2 separate regions of the Danio rerio genome follow, and region 1 is linked to region 2. Evidence: chromatin contacts called from public Micro-C data. All regions are on one chromosome and are shown on one strand. Each heading gives the region's core, a stretch centred on a gene start, on an enhancer-like site or on the middle of the called end of the contact. The rest is flanking DNA. Distances are from core to core; before and after follow the strand shown. Region 1 has its middle 25 kb from the start of ubl3b. Region 2 holds the start of fibpa (fibroblast growth factor (acidic) intracellular binding protein a).

Region 1 (4,746 bases), core at 1,953-4,452, 130 kb after region 2:
CGAAAAAAATGAATGTGCTTTTGGAAGCTTCAAAATAAAAGTTTCTATTCAACAACATTATACAGCATGGAAGGATAAAACTTTAAACTATTTTGTGTTCGTCTGACAAAAGAAAGTCATACAGGGCATCCGGAAAGTATTTGCTTCACTTTTTCCACATTTTCTTATGTTACTGCCTTATTCCAAAAGAGATTAATTTATTTCCTTAAATTATACCCAATATAATGACAATGTGAATTTGAAATTGTGGCAAATTTATTACAAATAAAAAAAAACTGAAAAATCACATTTACATAAGTATTTACAGCCTTTGCTCATTACTTTATTAATGCACCTTTGGCAGCAATTACAGCCTCAAGTCTTTTTGAATATGATGGCACAAGCTTGGCACACCTGTCTTTGGGAATTTTTGCCCATTCCTCTTTGCAGTACCTCTCAAGCTCTATCGGGTTGGATGGGAAGTGACGGTGTACAGTCATTTTCAGATCTCTCCAGAGGTGTTTAATAGGATTTAAGTCTGGGCTCTGGCTGGGCCACTCAAGAACATTCACAGTGCTGTTGTGAAGCCACTCCATTGATATTTTGGCGGTGTGCTTTGGGTCATTGTCCTGCTGGAAGATGAGCCGTCACCCCAGTCTGAGGTCAAGAGCACTCTGAAGCAGGTTTTCACTCAGGATGTCTCTGTACATTGCTGCATTCATCTTTCCCTCGATCCTGACTAGTCTTCCACTTCTTGCTGCTGAAAAACAGTCCCACAGCATGATGCTGCCACCAACATGCTTCACTGTAGGGATAGTATTATCCTGGTCATAAGCGGTGCCTGGTTTTCTTTAAACGTAATGCCTGGCATTCACTCCAAATAGTTCAATTTTAGTCTCATCAGACCAGAGAATTTTGTTTCTTATGGTCTGAGAGTCTTTCAAATGTCTTTTGGCAAATTCCAGGCGGGGAGTCACTTCCGTCTGGCCACTCTACCACACAGGCCTGATTGGTGGATTGCTGCACAGATGGTAGTGTTTCGGTACGGTTCTCCTCTCTTCACAGAAGAACACTGGAGCTCAGACAGAATGACCACCATCCATTGGTCAATGATCACCTCTTTGACCAAGGTCCTTCTCCGCCGATCACTCAGCTTAGATGGTTGGCCAGCTCTAGGAAAAGTCCTGGTGGTTCCAAACAACTTTCACTTGTGCCTTGAGACAATCCTGTCTCAAAGGTCTACAGACAATTTCTTTGTCTTCATGCTTAGTTTGTGCTTTGACATGCACTGTCAACCCTGGGACCTTATATAGACAGGTTTATGCCTTTTCAAATCATGTTCAGTCAACCGAATTTACCACAGGTGAACTCCAATTAAGCTGCTGAAACATTTCAAGAATGATCAGTGGAAACAAAATGTACCTGAGCTCAATTTAGGGCTTCACGGCAAAGGCTATAAATACTTATGTACATGTGATTTTTCAGGTGTTTTATTTTTAATAAATTTGTAACAATTAAAAAAAATTTTTTTCACTTTCACTTGTCATCATGAGGTATTGTGTGTAGAATTTTGACAACGTATTGTGTCTTGATTTAAGAAGTCTTTACAGTAGTATTTAAGGTGGATCAGAACTGTCAAAGTAGCCGAGTTAAAACTATTGAACAACACACATTCTTGCCATAGTAAAATTTAGGACAACTTTAAATGTTGACCAATCACATCACCTGCTTATTTTCATCAATGCCACTATATCTCTAGCACAAAACAAATTTGTAGTTGTCATATCATGATATATATAAAGCTCCTTGGAAAAACAGGTTAAACTGGGGGTCAAACAGATCACACCAAGTTCACTGACCAGCACATAGTTGTGTTTGACCCCTAAAACCAAACAGAAGGATGAAGAGAGAGGTTTAAGTTGTGAGGCAGCTGCTCTCACCATTTCTTTCCGATCCCCCACGAGACTTGCTGCTAAACCATTAGTGGTGCTTTGTGTTTAGGTGAACCCTGGACCCGATCCATCCCTTCACACATAACAAGCAACAGAGGGCTGAACTCACGCAGGTTAAGTATATTATTACAGCCAAAGCCTCGAAGATTGACGGGATTCAGACTGACTGTAAAGTGGTGCTGTTCACAATTAGGGCTAGGCAAAAAAATAACCAGTGGCTAAAGTTAATAAACAAACGTGTAAAAATGTTTTAGCGGCTTGTGAAAAATCAAATGAAGTGATTTCAGCTGGAGGTTGGGTGGCCAAAAATGAAAGATAAGCACATATAGTCCAAAAGTTTGGTTCTGTAAGAATTTTAGTAGCTCTTGAAAGAAAGAAAACATAATGGCTTCCACATATTAAGCAGTAGCTGCAGTACAGTAAGTTTTTACATTAAAAATAATAATGTTTCATGAGCATCAAATGAGAATGTTCGATGAAGAGTTTCTAAAGGACTTTTACCACCACAGAGTTAAATTAGCTTTGCACAGGAACACACTTTTGTTTGCACAGACACTAGTCAGTGTTTGAAACTAATGGAACAAAAGAACAGGAAGGAAGGAAGGAAGAAAGAGAAACAAAATAATAAACCATTTTTATTTGTACTATTTTAACGCATTGTTCGCATTTTTATACTAAAATCAACTTGTTTACTAGGCCTTTAGTAGGTACATGTCTTAGCTAATATAACATGTTTAGTAGGTTATAGTTTTATTTAGGTTATGTATAGTTGTTGCTCGCATGCTTTTATATGCTAATTAGCACATTACTAGCATGTTTCTGTTAGGAGGCAGTATAAGCTAAAATGAATAATATAGAAGGGTAATATACTGCTTTAATTGCATTTTTTTTTTTCAAAATGTAGCTCGGTGAACCCTAGAGAATATAAAAAAGGTTTCTTAATAACGTTACTATCTTTTAAAAGGTTTAAATATTACGAGTAAGTTGTTAATTGTATATTCAGCAGATATAAGCACCTAGTCGTTCATTCTGTGTCTCGTAACTCATCTTTATTATGATTGCGTGGCACAGTGCGATAAAAAACAGGCCCAAACCACACGAACAGTTCACTATAAAGCCATTAAGAGTCCGTGTGCTGGAGTGCAAGATCTGGACATTTCTTCTTCCTTCAGTTCCCTGCCAACGTCAACTGGAAAGCTGGACATGCCTCAACAATAAGTCATGAAAGCACTGTTCAAAAACAGAAGGAAATTTTTATTAAACGAGAAAAGGTCTATAATAAATCAGGGCTCATTGCGACTGTTAAAAAGAGGAAAGCAGTGTTAAGGGTCACGCTACTGAACCTGCTGTTCAACGGAAACTGATGGTCATGATTATAAAAAGTATATTTGAATTTCAGGGTGCATGCAATCATGAAAACAATGGTATGTAGTAATAATAATGTATATGCTGGCGTATTATTTAATCAGTATTTGAGAAACTACTGCTGCTTTCCTTAACAAACGGGGTAGTTGGTGATCAGTGAAGCCTACAAATGAAAGGGAAGCACACAGTGCAGGATCGCGTCACAGAAGAACCCGTCAGAGCACTGGAGCCCCGTCGCCATCTAAAGGCAGAACCACGACACTACACAAACAAAAGAGCTGCTGATTATTTTAAGAAAGCCTCGACGTGACAAAATCTCTTATTTATTTTCGTCTTAGTGAACGACACAAGAAACAAAGTGCATCATATCTTATAGCCTACTATGCTAGAAGATACAATAGCTCAGTAGCAAGGGTCAATGACGAAAAGGGTTTAAAAAAGAAGCTTTCTAGTACATTTGACGGTGATTTACACCATAACTTACAGAGAATATCCACTAAAATGTCGTTCAAAGTGCCAACAAATTATAACCCAAATAGTCAGGCACATTTAACCAGATCACTTGATGACGTAAAGGGCGGGTCAATAACCCTATTCCTGGAGAGCTACCTTCCTGCAGAACTCAGGTCAAACAACCCTGATCAAACACACCTGAACCATTTATCAGCTCTTGATAATTACTGACAGGTGTGTTTGGTCAAGTTTGCAACGGAAATCTGCAAGAAACTCACCGGCCACTTTGTTAGGTACAACTAGTACCATATTGGACCCCATTTTGCCTTCAGAACTGCTTTAATTCTTCGTGGCATAAATTCAATAAGGTACTGGAAATACTCCTCAGAAATTTTAGTCTATATTAACATGATATAATCACGCAGATTTACTGCAGATGCAGATACTGCAGGTTTGTCCTGCTGGAAGTGGCTATCAGAAGATGGGTACACTGAGGTCATAAAGGGATGGACATGGTGAGCAGTATTAATCAGGTAGGCTGTGGCATTGACACAATTCTCAATTGGTACTAATGGGCCCAAAGTGTAGCAATAAAATATCCCCCACTCCATCACACCACCACCACCAACCAGCAAGGCAGGATGAATCCATACTTTCATGTTGCTGACACCAAAATCTGACCCTACCATCTGAATGTCGCAGCAGAAATAGAGACTCGTAAGAGCAGGCAGCGTTTTTCCAATGTTTGATTGTCCAATTTTGGTGAGCCTTCGACGTGTTGTGCATTCAGAGATGCTCTTCTCCATATCTCGATTATAATGAGTGGTTATTTGAGTTACTGTCGCCTTTCTATCAGCTTGAACCAGCCTGGTCATTCTCCTCTGACATCAAGGCATTTGGGCCAACAGAACTGTCATTCATTGGATATTTTCTCTATTTCTGACCATTCCATGTAAATCCCAGACATTGTTGTGCGTGAAAATCCTAGCAGATCAGC
Region 2 (5,159 bases), core at 885-3,384:
ATGTCTTACAACAACAAAAAACATGGACAATCCCATTTATAACACTAAAAATACACTTTGCCTTGATTCGCTTGCTAATGTCTTCTGCAATGTCTACTATCCATCAAGTGACTGTTTTTATTTATTTATTTATTTTATCTGATTCATTCACAACATTTCATTGAAACATTTAGTTTCAGTTTGCTTTTTGTAGCTCAACAGTTATGTTAAATTAGAAATGACAATCTCTGTTAAAAGCATTCTCCACAAAATTCCAACATTCTCCCTCTCTTATCAGATGGGATAGAGGGCCAAATAGTTTAGGCATCTCTGGTATATTGTATATTTTATTGTAAATTGTTGTGTAAATGTTTGTTGGACCAAGTTTGTAAGTCAATGTGTATGAATGTTTAAAAAAAAACAATAGAGAAAGTTATTTTAAAAAAGAATAAGTCCATTGTTTACATATATACTGTGCATCTGTTGCTGAATCAAGGTGGAACATTATTTGACCCATATTTTGAAATTGTATCATCACAAAATGTACTTGGAACACTAAATTGGACAATTTAATTGCATTTAATACCCTTTCTGTGAATAGAAAATCTTAGTAAATAAAATTTATTGTGGACATCAAAATAGGACATTTTTTCTCATTATACAGTTAAAAAATACAATTAATATTGTCATGTTTTGAGTTTTTTTATTTAACAGGACAGGGTATTGCAGCATCTTTAACATAAAACACTATGAATTAAGTTATATAATAAAACTATTTCAGAGCATGAGAAATAGAGGAGAGTTCCTGATGTTTAGTTTTACTCCTGGGTACAGCAAATGTCTTATTTCGCCGAATAAGATAGGATAACACTGGAGCGTTAGGCAGGAAACAATGCAGTAGTGAAATCGGAATACCTACAGTTGCAATCAGAATTATTAAACCCCCTTTAAAAAAAACTTTTTCTTTTTTAAATATTTCCCAAATTATGTTATGAGCAAGGAAATTTTCACAGTATGATAATATATTTTCTTCTGGAGAAAGACTTATTTGTTTTATTTCGGCTAGATTAAAAGCAGTTTTTAAATGTTTAATAACCATTTTAAGGTCAATATTAATAGCCAATTTAAGCTTTTTCTTTTCTAGTATCTAGTAAAATATTGTGTGCTGTCATCATAGCAAAGATAAAATAAATCAGTTAATAAAAATAAATTATTAAAACTATTATGTTTAGAAATGTGTTGAAAAAAATCTTCTCTCCGTTAAATAGAAATTAGGTGAAAAAACAAACAGGAGGGCTAATAATTCAGGTGGTTTAATAATTTTGGATGCAACTGTTTTATCTGACAGCATCGGTTTTGGGTTCTCCTCAAAGACCTTTAGGTAGCCTGCCCCAGACTCGACTGACATACTCAAGAACTTGCCCTATAAAAGTCAAGGACACTGAAACTAATGATGCTCATATGTGTTTTATATTACAAAGAACTTAAAATGTGTCTTCGAAATTTCAAATTTCATTACTGTTTCATGATAACTTTCCAGTTGTCTCTTTTTTCTGTCAGAACTGTATTTAAAATAGATTTCCAAACAGGTTTTATGGTGAATATGATCTCATACACAACAATACTCTACCTGTATATCCATTCAGCCACAGTTGATACACTTCTTTGTCCATAATGGTGGTGTTTCCAACAAAAACATCCAGCTCCACAGACATCTTGACATGGGCACTATGAACGCTGTACAACGAAGTCACATGGTCACAGTTGGGTAATAATAAACAAATGCGTTCAACATTCACAGTGAACTATTAAGTTACAAGGCCAAGCAGATATTCAGAGGTTCTTTCTTTAGAACTAAAGTCAAAGAAACAAGACTTACAGTAATAATTACATACTCAGAGCTTAAACTACGGGGCCATTTGACCAATTCATAGCACACCACACACATCTCATACATGCTACAGAATTCTGGATTTTCGAAATATCCTCAGTGGACTTACCGGACACAAGCGAATGAGCAGGTTTGAATCACATTCAGATGTCACAACATTAAGTTAGCTCTTGTTTTGAATCCAGCGGCTGCTCACTCGAAAACATAAGCTTGTCGGATAGGTAAGTTAAGCTTGCATACTGTTGGTCAAGCAGTACTAACTAGCATGTAAGTTAAATGGCTGCCATGGAATAACTGTCTAATATAGCGGCTACGCTTCATCCATAGCAACAACAATCTGTCGCGACTACTTCCGGGTGTGCGCCGTATTCGTATTACGTAACATTTACGTGACTCGATGTGTTTTGCTGTGGTTTCAGGCATAGATATATACACTAAATATTGCATAGGGACCCTGAGCATGCGTCAATAGCGCCGCCACAGTGGTACAGTGCTCCCAGGACAAATGTCATTCAACCGCACTAGTCAAGACATTACGTGAAGATGCGGGACTTTAGCGCTGTCTACGGGTGTAGTAACGAGCAAACAAAGAAAACAAAGCACAAAGGCAAAACATTTTATAGGTAATATTAAGTATTTTTCTGTTTTTGTATGTTCTGAACTTTTGTGCTAATCAGGTAACGTTATTGATGATAACAGTAACTTACTGCATTCACCATACGGCAAAGCAGCTCCAACTCCCACTAAACACTCGGCTTATGCTAGTTTTGTTGAATAAAATCAGCAAACAATGCAAAAGAAATATGACAACGAGATGCTGCGCTGCCGGAAACTGTATTATTGTCGGCTAACGTTAGTGAAAGAGCCGTTTGGGGGATTCATTCACAAACAAATCGCTCCCTCCGTCATTATGAGAAGTGAAAGCAGGAGAGGAGCTGTTTTTCAGGACATAATTAGATCAAATTTAACAGGCAGGGTGGATAGTACATTTCTGTACACACAAACACAAGCTTTTTTTGTCAGGAATGCACGTGCGGTCACCGATCCATCAATGTAGAAAAGTGATGTAAAATTATAATTTTCGTAATTAGGAAAAAAAAAATTACATACGAACATCCAGGAAAACTCCCGATCATAGATATATGTGTATATGTGTATATCTCTGGCTGTGGATGGCCACAGTCCTTCACAGTACCTTGGTCCCGCATTTATGTCAAAGGAGCGCTACCCTGTAGCAAGATGGCGGCGCTATTGACACATTCCGTCCAATAGACAACAATAGGCCAGGCGACATCTAATGTATATATCTATGGTTTCAGGTACCAAGTGTTCTGGTAATTTTATCTTTAACGTTATGTTAATGGATGTTTTATACTGAACCAAATGGATGCCAATATTCAATATTCGTGACGCCATTTTGGATTTATAAATTCGATTGATCTTCGTGTGTGTGTGGGGGGGGGGTTAAATTATATTGATTAAAGCAAAATGTTTTTAAATAATAGTTTATTTAATCTAATAAAAAGTAAGAGTATCATATTTAATCAAATAATGTCATATACGTTAAATGGTTTAAAAAGAAAATATGGATGCTATGTAATTTATAAGAATTTTTTTTTTTTTTTAGCTGTGTTTACATGGGATGTGTGGATTATAAAAAGGATCCATCATGGTGAGAGAGCAGAAGCCTCCTGATGAAACTCCAGGAAGAGGTAACCTAGAAACGGGATGACATCACAATCCTGCCCAATCACTAGAGTGTGTCCTTGTGCCAATTATAAGTAGGGAAGCATACTGTAAATCGTTAAATTAAGCTACTTACATTCACATTACACACCACTGCAGATGTTTAAATGTATTTTATGGATTGCACATTGACGAACATACAAAAATAGCCACTTTAAGAAGATTTTAAATGATGCAGAATGACATTACATTTATATGTGAAACAAAAAGAGCTGTAAAAAGGTCAAATGTACTTGATCTACTTTTATGTAATGCCCTATTGACAGCACACACTTATATCTGAGAGTCTAAATATAACAAAGAGTAGTTTTTTGTACTTTCTCTGCTGGCTTAAAATCTTGTGGTAATATAAAATTTACATATTAATATAGCAGCTTTTTCCCCTCAAAGTGACTTATAATACAGGAATAACATGTGACCAATACAAAGTATCTAACATTGTCTGCAGGCTACAACACTGAAGAATTTACAGGGTTCATATGGTCATGGAAAACAGAAAAAGGTTTTGGAAAAAAAGAGCTTGTGCTTGCAAAATTCTGTCGTAGGGCGCTGCGAAAAGGGGCGGGGTTAAACAATATGATTAGACAAAAGTAAGTGATTGCTCCATATTTTAAATTTCTTATTTTAAATTATCTTCTATCTCATGCAATCACTTGATGTGATTGTGGTTTTGCAGGTTAGATTTCACCAAGCTTAAACTTTCGAATGCAGTGAAATGCATACGTGTCGCACGTGCTTTGTAATAGAAGCAGTTTTACCTACTATTACTATTTTACAAACTATTAAGGTTATCTCAAATTAGTTTGACAAATATCTGTATGTTGAAATGGAGGTTAGTTGTTTTTACTTCTTTTCTTTTTTTGGCCAAAAACATGCTCTTGCATTATTAGTGCTGTGTAAGCGTCGTCTATTTTACATAGATATAAAAATTAATTGAAACTATTGCATGTTTTATGATATGCTGTAATAAATTTAAACATTTCTTATGATTTACCATGTATATGTAGACATTACATGAAACATTAGGTCATGAAATTTGACTTGAAAGTTCTGGAAAAGTCATGGAACTTTAGTGGTAAAAGTGTGCATGAACCCTGAATTTAAAATAAAAATAATAAAAGCAGAAAATTATTTAAATTATAATTGACCTCAGTTTCCCAGAAATGGGTTGCGGCTGGAAGGGCATCCGCTGTGTAAAAATATGCTGGATAAGTTGAAGGTTCATTCTGCTGTGGCGACCCCGGATTAATAAAGGGACTAAGCCGACAAGAAAATGAATGAATAAATAGAGGACATCAGTGTTTACAAGAGTCACGTTATTTCAGGCTTGAAAATTAGATTGGCATAATGAATGATTGGGCTATGGACACAAGAACCTGAAAAAAAAAATCTGTTTGGCGTAGCAGACTATACTCAAACAACCAAAAAGCAGAGATCTCTGATAATAATGCACAAAACTACATCAACAGTCTTCTATGTGACAAGCAGTTTACTGAGAAAAGCCAGAGAACAGCGGAAGCAGGAGATGAAGTAATGATGATGA

What was found. A called contact is a pair of places that touch in the nucleus more often than the background predicts.
Region 1: a Micro-C map of caudal fin shows a contact between it and region 2, with 2.4 times the contacts expected there. The contact joins the enhancer-like site here to the promoter of fibpa in region 2. A contact is called at or near these places in 2 of 18 Hi-C or Micro-C datasets (caudal fin and an unstated tissue).

Annotation. Positions count from the first base shown.
Region 1 is chr14:35,355,334-35,360,079 of GRCz12tu, forward strand. No RefSeq gene overlaps it. Among named protein-coding and RNA genes, the nearest start is that of ubl3b, 25 kb to the right of the region's middle. Within about 2 kb of position 3,203, at least 14 of the 62 cell types and tissues checked have an H3K27ac peak or open chromatin away from gene starts, as enhancers often do. A contact at or near this core is called in caudal fin, where this site is marked.
Region 2 is chr14:35,228,011-35,233,169 of GRCz12tu, forward strand. It overlaps fibpa (fibroblast growth factor (acidic) intracellular binding protein a), which reads right to left and starts at 2,135. Exons shown (of 11, transcript NM_200409.1): 1 at 1,980-2,135; 2 at 1,610-1,716. The coding sequence starts at 1,694.